2 separate regions of the Macaca mulatta genome follow, and region 2 is linked to region 1. A link is a contact called in public Hi-C data. All regions are on one chromosome and are shown on one strand. The core of a region is the stretch at or near the end of the contact, and the rest is flanking DNA. Distances in the headings are between cores, read along the strand shown.

Region 1 (2,700 bases), core at 122-2,621:
CTCCAAGCTGCCCTTGTTCATTCCCAGGCATGGGGTGAATTAACTTTTCAGAGAAACTTATACTTTAAACAAAGACGGTAACAGTGCTTTCCCAAAGCAGATATCCTTCTTGCCTAGGGACTAGATTGTCTTTGTAGGACTAACATTAGCCACAAGATTAGAAATTATGGTTTAGCAGTCAATCAGCTGGAGGCTACAAGATTTTGACCCTCACCTAAACTGCTCCTAAGATCAATAGTTGAGATATTTTGCAGGCTGTGCACTTGATGGATCAGCTGGCACCACTCAGATGGGTAAACTGACTCACCTGATCTTCTGGCCCCCACCCAGGAACTGATTCAGCACAAGAAGACAGCTGCGATTCCCTATGATTTCATCTCTGACCAATCAGCACTACTGGCTCACTGGTGTCCCCCAACCCACCAAGTTATCCTTAAAAACTCTGTTCCCCGAATGCTCAGAGAGACTGATTTGAGTGATAATAAAACTCCGGTCTCCTGCACAGCTGGCTCTGCATGAATTATTCTTTCTCTATCGCAATTCCCCTGTCTTGATGAATTGCCTCTGTCTAGGCATTGGGCAAGGTAAACCCCTTGGGCAGTTATAATAACTACCAATTATTGAGAATTTTCTTTCGTTTTTTTTTTTTTTTTTTTGAGACAGAATCTCGCTCTGTCGCCCAGGCTGGGGTGCAGTGGCCGGATCTCAGCTCACTGCAAGCTCCGCCTCCTGGGTTTACGCCATTCTCCTGCCTCAGCCTCCTGAGCAGCTGGGACTACAGGTGCCCGCCACCTCGCCCGGCTAGTTGTTTGTATTTTTTAGTAGAGACGGGGTTTCACCGTGTTAGCCAGGATGGTCTAGATCTCCTGACCTCGTGATTCGCCCGTCTCAGCCTCCCAAAGTGCTGGGATTACAGGCTTAAGCCACCGCACCCGGCCAATTATTGAGAATTTTCTATGTAAATTTCACTCTATGAGAAAGGTCCTACTATTATCTTCAAGTTATGAATGAGGAAACCAAAACTCTGGGAAATTAAGCTACTTTCCCAGTCCATAGAGCTAGTAAATGGTGGAACCAGGCTATATTTGAACTCATTTCTCCCTGACTCCAAAGCAAAGCTACTATGATGCTTCACATTCACTGTATCATTTGAAGCAAGTTGCTGAAAATGTCTACATTTTCATAAAATGAGGCTGATCCACATTGACCTTGTCTACTTTCACAAAGTGGCTGGGATTCTCAAAGTAGATAATATGAGTGAAAATGTTTTGAAAACTCTTCAGACTCTCTCACTTTATACGGTATTATTTCTACTTCTGCTTCTAGCAGGCGCTGTCTGGTTCCTAAGTCTCTCCATGTGGAGCTGAGCTACTATTTTTGGCCTTCCAAGCTGTTTTCGTTTTTCACCAGAATGCATGCTCCATTTGGGTAATGGTAACAGATGTGACAATGGGAACAAAACTCCTACCAGCCACATTCTAACCCAAACATCCCAGGAGCCACTTCCAGCACTCACTTCACTTCTGCTCCGAGACAGGGAAATGTGAGAATACAAGGCTCTGCTTCACTGTCTTTTACTAGCCTTGATCATTTCCGATAAGTGTTCCCGGTCATCACTTTTCCTTTCTACATCTTTGAGTTCTGGTGTTGTCCATATTATATTAATAAAGGTCCACAGGGGGAGAGTGATTTGACGAAGGTTAAGAAATAATTGTGAGAAAATGTTTTGACATTATGTTAATGCCTGTCAGGGTATTATCCCCAATTTAAAGTTAATCACCAAAATTACATTGTGATTCCAAAAATGTAACGAAATAAGATTTGTTGAGGTGTGAATAATAAAGAATCAGAGAGCCGAGAGCTAAAAGATAAATAAACTTGTTTAACCCTTTTCTAGTCTCCTGTCAAAGGGCAAAGAAATAGATGGCAATTTGGGCCATGTGGATCTTGGCAAAATTAATGGGTTCAAATCTGGAAAAACAAGAGGTCTTTTTCGGCACCAAAACCCAACCAAGTATTGAGATAAAAATGTTGACATTTAAATCCATGTCAAATGGGTTCCAAAAATCTGGATGTTTGTCATTGTGTGGGCAAGATATTTAAACACTTGATAAATTGCTCAATTTTCCTCTAGAATTTTGGTGTCTTACAGAGGTCTGGCTTTATGCTTCCAATGGGCTGTCAAGCTTTTCTGCTTGAATACCCAGCCATCACCTCAAAATCAAACCAAGTCTATCATATTTCCTTCAAAACCAATTTCCTTCTTTCTGCCACTGGGAACAGCATTTTCTCAAGCTCTGACACTTGGAATTCTAGAGTCATCTTTGACCCTTTAAGTTTCATGCCACCCACTCACATCCAGACCGAAAATTCTTTCAAGCAGTCTTTTAAAAGTAAAGATGTTGACAGGAGTGTCCATTTTGCACATGCTTTCTACAAGACAAGCTCTCACTGCTTGGTGCTTTTCACACATTATCTTTAACCCTCAAAACAACTTTGCAGGATAGATCATATTACCCCATTTAAAAGAGGACAAAACTGACACCCAGTTACCAGGGTGGTAACTGGCCCAATCACTCCTGCAGGAAGTCCTTGTAATTGGAACAGGGATGCAATTCCAGGTCTGTCTGCTCCAAAGCCATCAGCATGCCCACCTCACAGGATGGTAGTGCAAATCCATTGAGTGACTGGAAGAGGGCC
Region 2 (2,700 bases), core at 150-2,649, 590 kb after region 1:
ACCCTTCTCGGCTGCCTATCCACTGCTGGGGGTCCTCAAGGGCTGGAAGCCTTGGGGGAAAAGAGGTGAGAATTATCCTCTGAGCAATTCCAGTAAGGTCCACATCCTTCTCCAGGGTGATAGATTAGGAGGGGGTCACCTGGCCGAGGTCAACGAAAGAAAAGAGCAGACTCTCCAGTCCCCAACCCTCGATCTGTCCTCTCCTTTGCTTCTGCTCCCATCCCCACCAAAGAAAAATAACAAGGAGAAAAGAGCAGGCCACCACTGGTCTCCCTCGGACGGGGCAGAACCAAGCAAAAGCCAGCCAGAGTTGAATGTTTCAAATGAACCGATCCGCACAACCATACAAGAAACCCCCCTCCCCAAAACACACGCCCTCTCCTCTCCCTGCGCCATCCTGACTCGGAATTATCCGGAGCAGTTATCAAAGCCCAAACTGAGAAAGGATCTGTAGGCGCCCAGATGCAGATGAGGGTGGCAAAGGGGGTGTCTCGGAAATGCCCAAAATGGGGCTGGAGAGGGCGGGCTGCAGGAGGGGAAGGGAAGAGGTAGGCGTCCATGACGGCCTCCACACGTCCAAAGTCTCCCCGCGAGCAGCCAGCTCCCAACTTGTTTACTTGTCAGCATGTTTTGCTGTTTCCAAATGGAAATAGTTAAACACCTCGGCTGGATCGCGAGCAGTCCCTATCTGTCACCTTCCCTGCCGGCTAAGCGCCGCCGCCGCCGCCGCCGCTGCTGCCGCCTCTGCCAGAGAATCGAACCACGTCTACTTTATTTCACTTGAGCGTGGCCAAACTGTTGCTATTTAGTGGGGGGCAAAAAAAACCAATTTGCAACCTCGAAACGAGAAAGCAGCTGGTGGGGGGGCGGGTGGGAGCTGGGCCCCGCGTGCCCTCGGCGGCCGGGGTCCTCTCCCGGGAGAGGCACACACACGCATCGCCGGATCGCGCCTCATCAGGGCCGGAGTCACCTGGAATGCGCAGCCCGAGAGCATCTCCCGAGCTACAGCGAGCCTGACGCGCGCCCAGCGGGTGGCGGGCAGCGGCGAGCTGGGGCGGGTGGAGGGCCGGCTCCCGGCCGCGGGCGGGCAAGAGGGAGACGTGGAGCGCGGGGGTGGCAGGATGGGGAGCGGCCGCCTGACTTACATGGAAGTGATATTCCTTGAGATGTCCGTGATGTTGATGCTGGCGTTCCCATTGCTGTTCCCTGAATCCTGCCCTTCCAGGAGGGGGAAGAGGTTCCCATCGTCCGGCCGCCGGCAATTGATCTCAGTCTTGCTGCAGACACAATTTGCAGGGCAAGCCAGCACCGAGCCCACATAGTCCAGCCAGACGCTTCCCAGCAAGAAAATCCGCCAGAAACTACACTTGGCTGGGCAAAGAGAGACATCCATCTCCGATCGCTGCTTCTAAAAAAGAGGAGGAGGAGAGGAGAGGGGGGTGGGGTGGGGGGAGTGGGGAGATCGGGGGGGGGAAGGAAACAAAGACGGCGAGGGAGGGGGGAAGGGGGAGGGGGGGCTTCTGCCTTTGAAACGCCGAGCGATCAGATGCAAAATCCTTCAGCGTCTGAAACCATCGCGGCCGCCGCCGCCGCCGCCGCCGCCGCCGCCGCCGCCGCCGCCGGGTGGGAGCCGCGAGGAGCGCCTAGTGGCGCGGTCTGCCGGGCATGGTGGCCGGCTCGGCGATCGCTGACTCGCCGGGTCCGGGGACTCTGGAAGCTAGGCGCGCTCTCCGACTCCGAGACTTTGCAGGGTTGCAACAGACGGTGGGGAGGCAAAAAAAAAAAAAAGGAAAAGGAAAAAATGGTGCTAAAGTCACCAAGTCCCACCTACTGGGCAGAATTAAAACGGACACACCACACACCTGCAAAACACACACACTCACACACACTCACACATACACACACCAGGAGCCCGAGGAAAGGAGGAGAAGGAAGATGCAGTAGGAGCTGCAGCAGCCGCCGTGAATGGCTCGCCGCGCGGCTGCAGAAATGTACAAGTGCTCCGAGCCTTACGAAACGCACGGGTTATCGGAGCGTCTTCCTCGGCTCCCTCCCTCCCTTTCTCCCTCCCTCCTCCCCTCCCTCTTCGTGGCCTCCTCCCCCCGCCCCCCGCCCGGGCTGGGAGCGGCAGGAGAGCGGAATCTCCCCCTCCCTCCCCTCCCCACACCAGTCTCTCTCCCCGCTCGTCCTCTCCCTCCTCCCCACCCACCCACCCACCCACTCGCCGGCTCGCGGCTCTAGCCAGCACCGCCACCCGCAGCCGCGCGGCAGCCCGCCCGCCCGCTCCACGCCTCGCAGCGCGGCGCCGGCTAGCCGCAGCCCGGGGGAAACCGAGACCGAAGGGAAAAAGTTGCAGTTGAGATTGCGAGGGTCGGGGCTGGGGAGGGAGAGTTGGCGAGCTGGCTGCGCGACACGGAAAGGCGCTCTCCTTTCCACTTTTTGGCCCTCGCGCTGCCCGGTTTTGCTGCAATCCGGACCGCGGTAGGAAGTGAGATGAACGTGGCGGAGGTGATCGGGGAGTGCTCCCAAGCCTGGGTGGAGGGCGCTCCCAAGCCTGGGTGGGGGGCGCAGGCTCACGGACTGCGACGGGGGGGCCGGAGCGCACAGACACCCCAGAGAAGCACGCAGAGCCAGGGACCGGGACCGCAGACGCGCAGTCCTTGGTCTGAATGACACTCATTTCCTTAATCTTAAGAGTCT

The links. A called contact is a pair of places that touch in the nucleus more often than the background predicts.
Region 2: a Hi-C map of fetal cortical plate shows a contact between it and region 1, with 2.3 times the contacts expected there. The contact joins the promoter of NTRK3 here to the enhancer-like site in region 1. A contact is called at or near these places in 2 of 14 Hi-C or Micro-C datasets (fetal cortical plate and liver).

What each region holds. Positions count from the first base shown.
Region 1 is chr7:77,481,815-77,484,514 of T2T-MMU8v2.0, forward strand. No RefSeq gene overlaps it. Among named protein-coding and RNA genes, the nearest start is that of NTRK3, 590 kb to the right of the region's middle. Within about 2 kb of position 1,372, at least 3 of the 40 cell types and tissues checked have an H3K27ac peak or open chromatin away from gene starts, as enhancers often do. A contact at or near this core is called in fetal cortical plate, where this site is marked.
Region 2 is chr7:78,073,912-78,076,611 of T2T-MMU8v2.0, forward strand. It overlaps NTRK3 (neurotrophic receptor tyrosine kinase 3), which reads right to left and starts at 1,400. Exons shown (of 17, transcript NM_001265637.1): 1 at 1,146-1,400. The coding sequence starts at 1,393.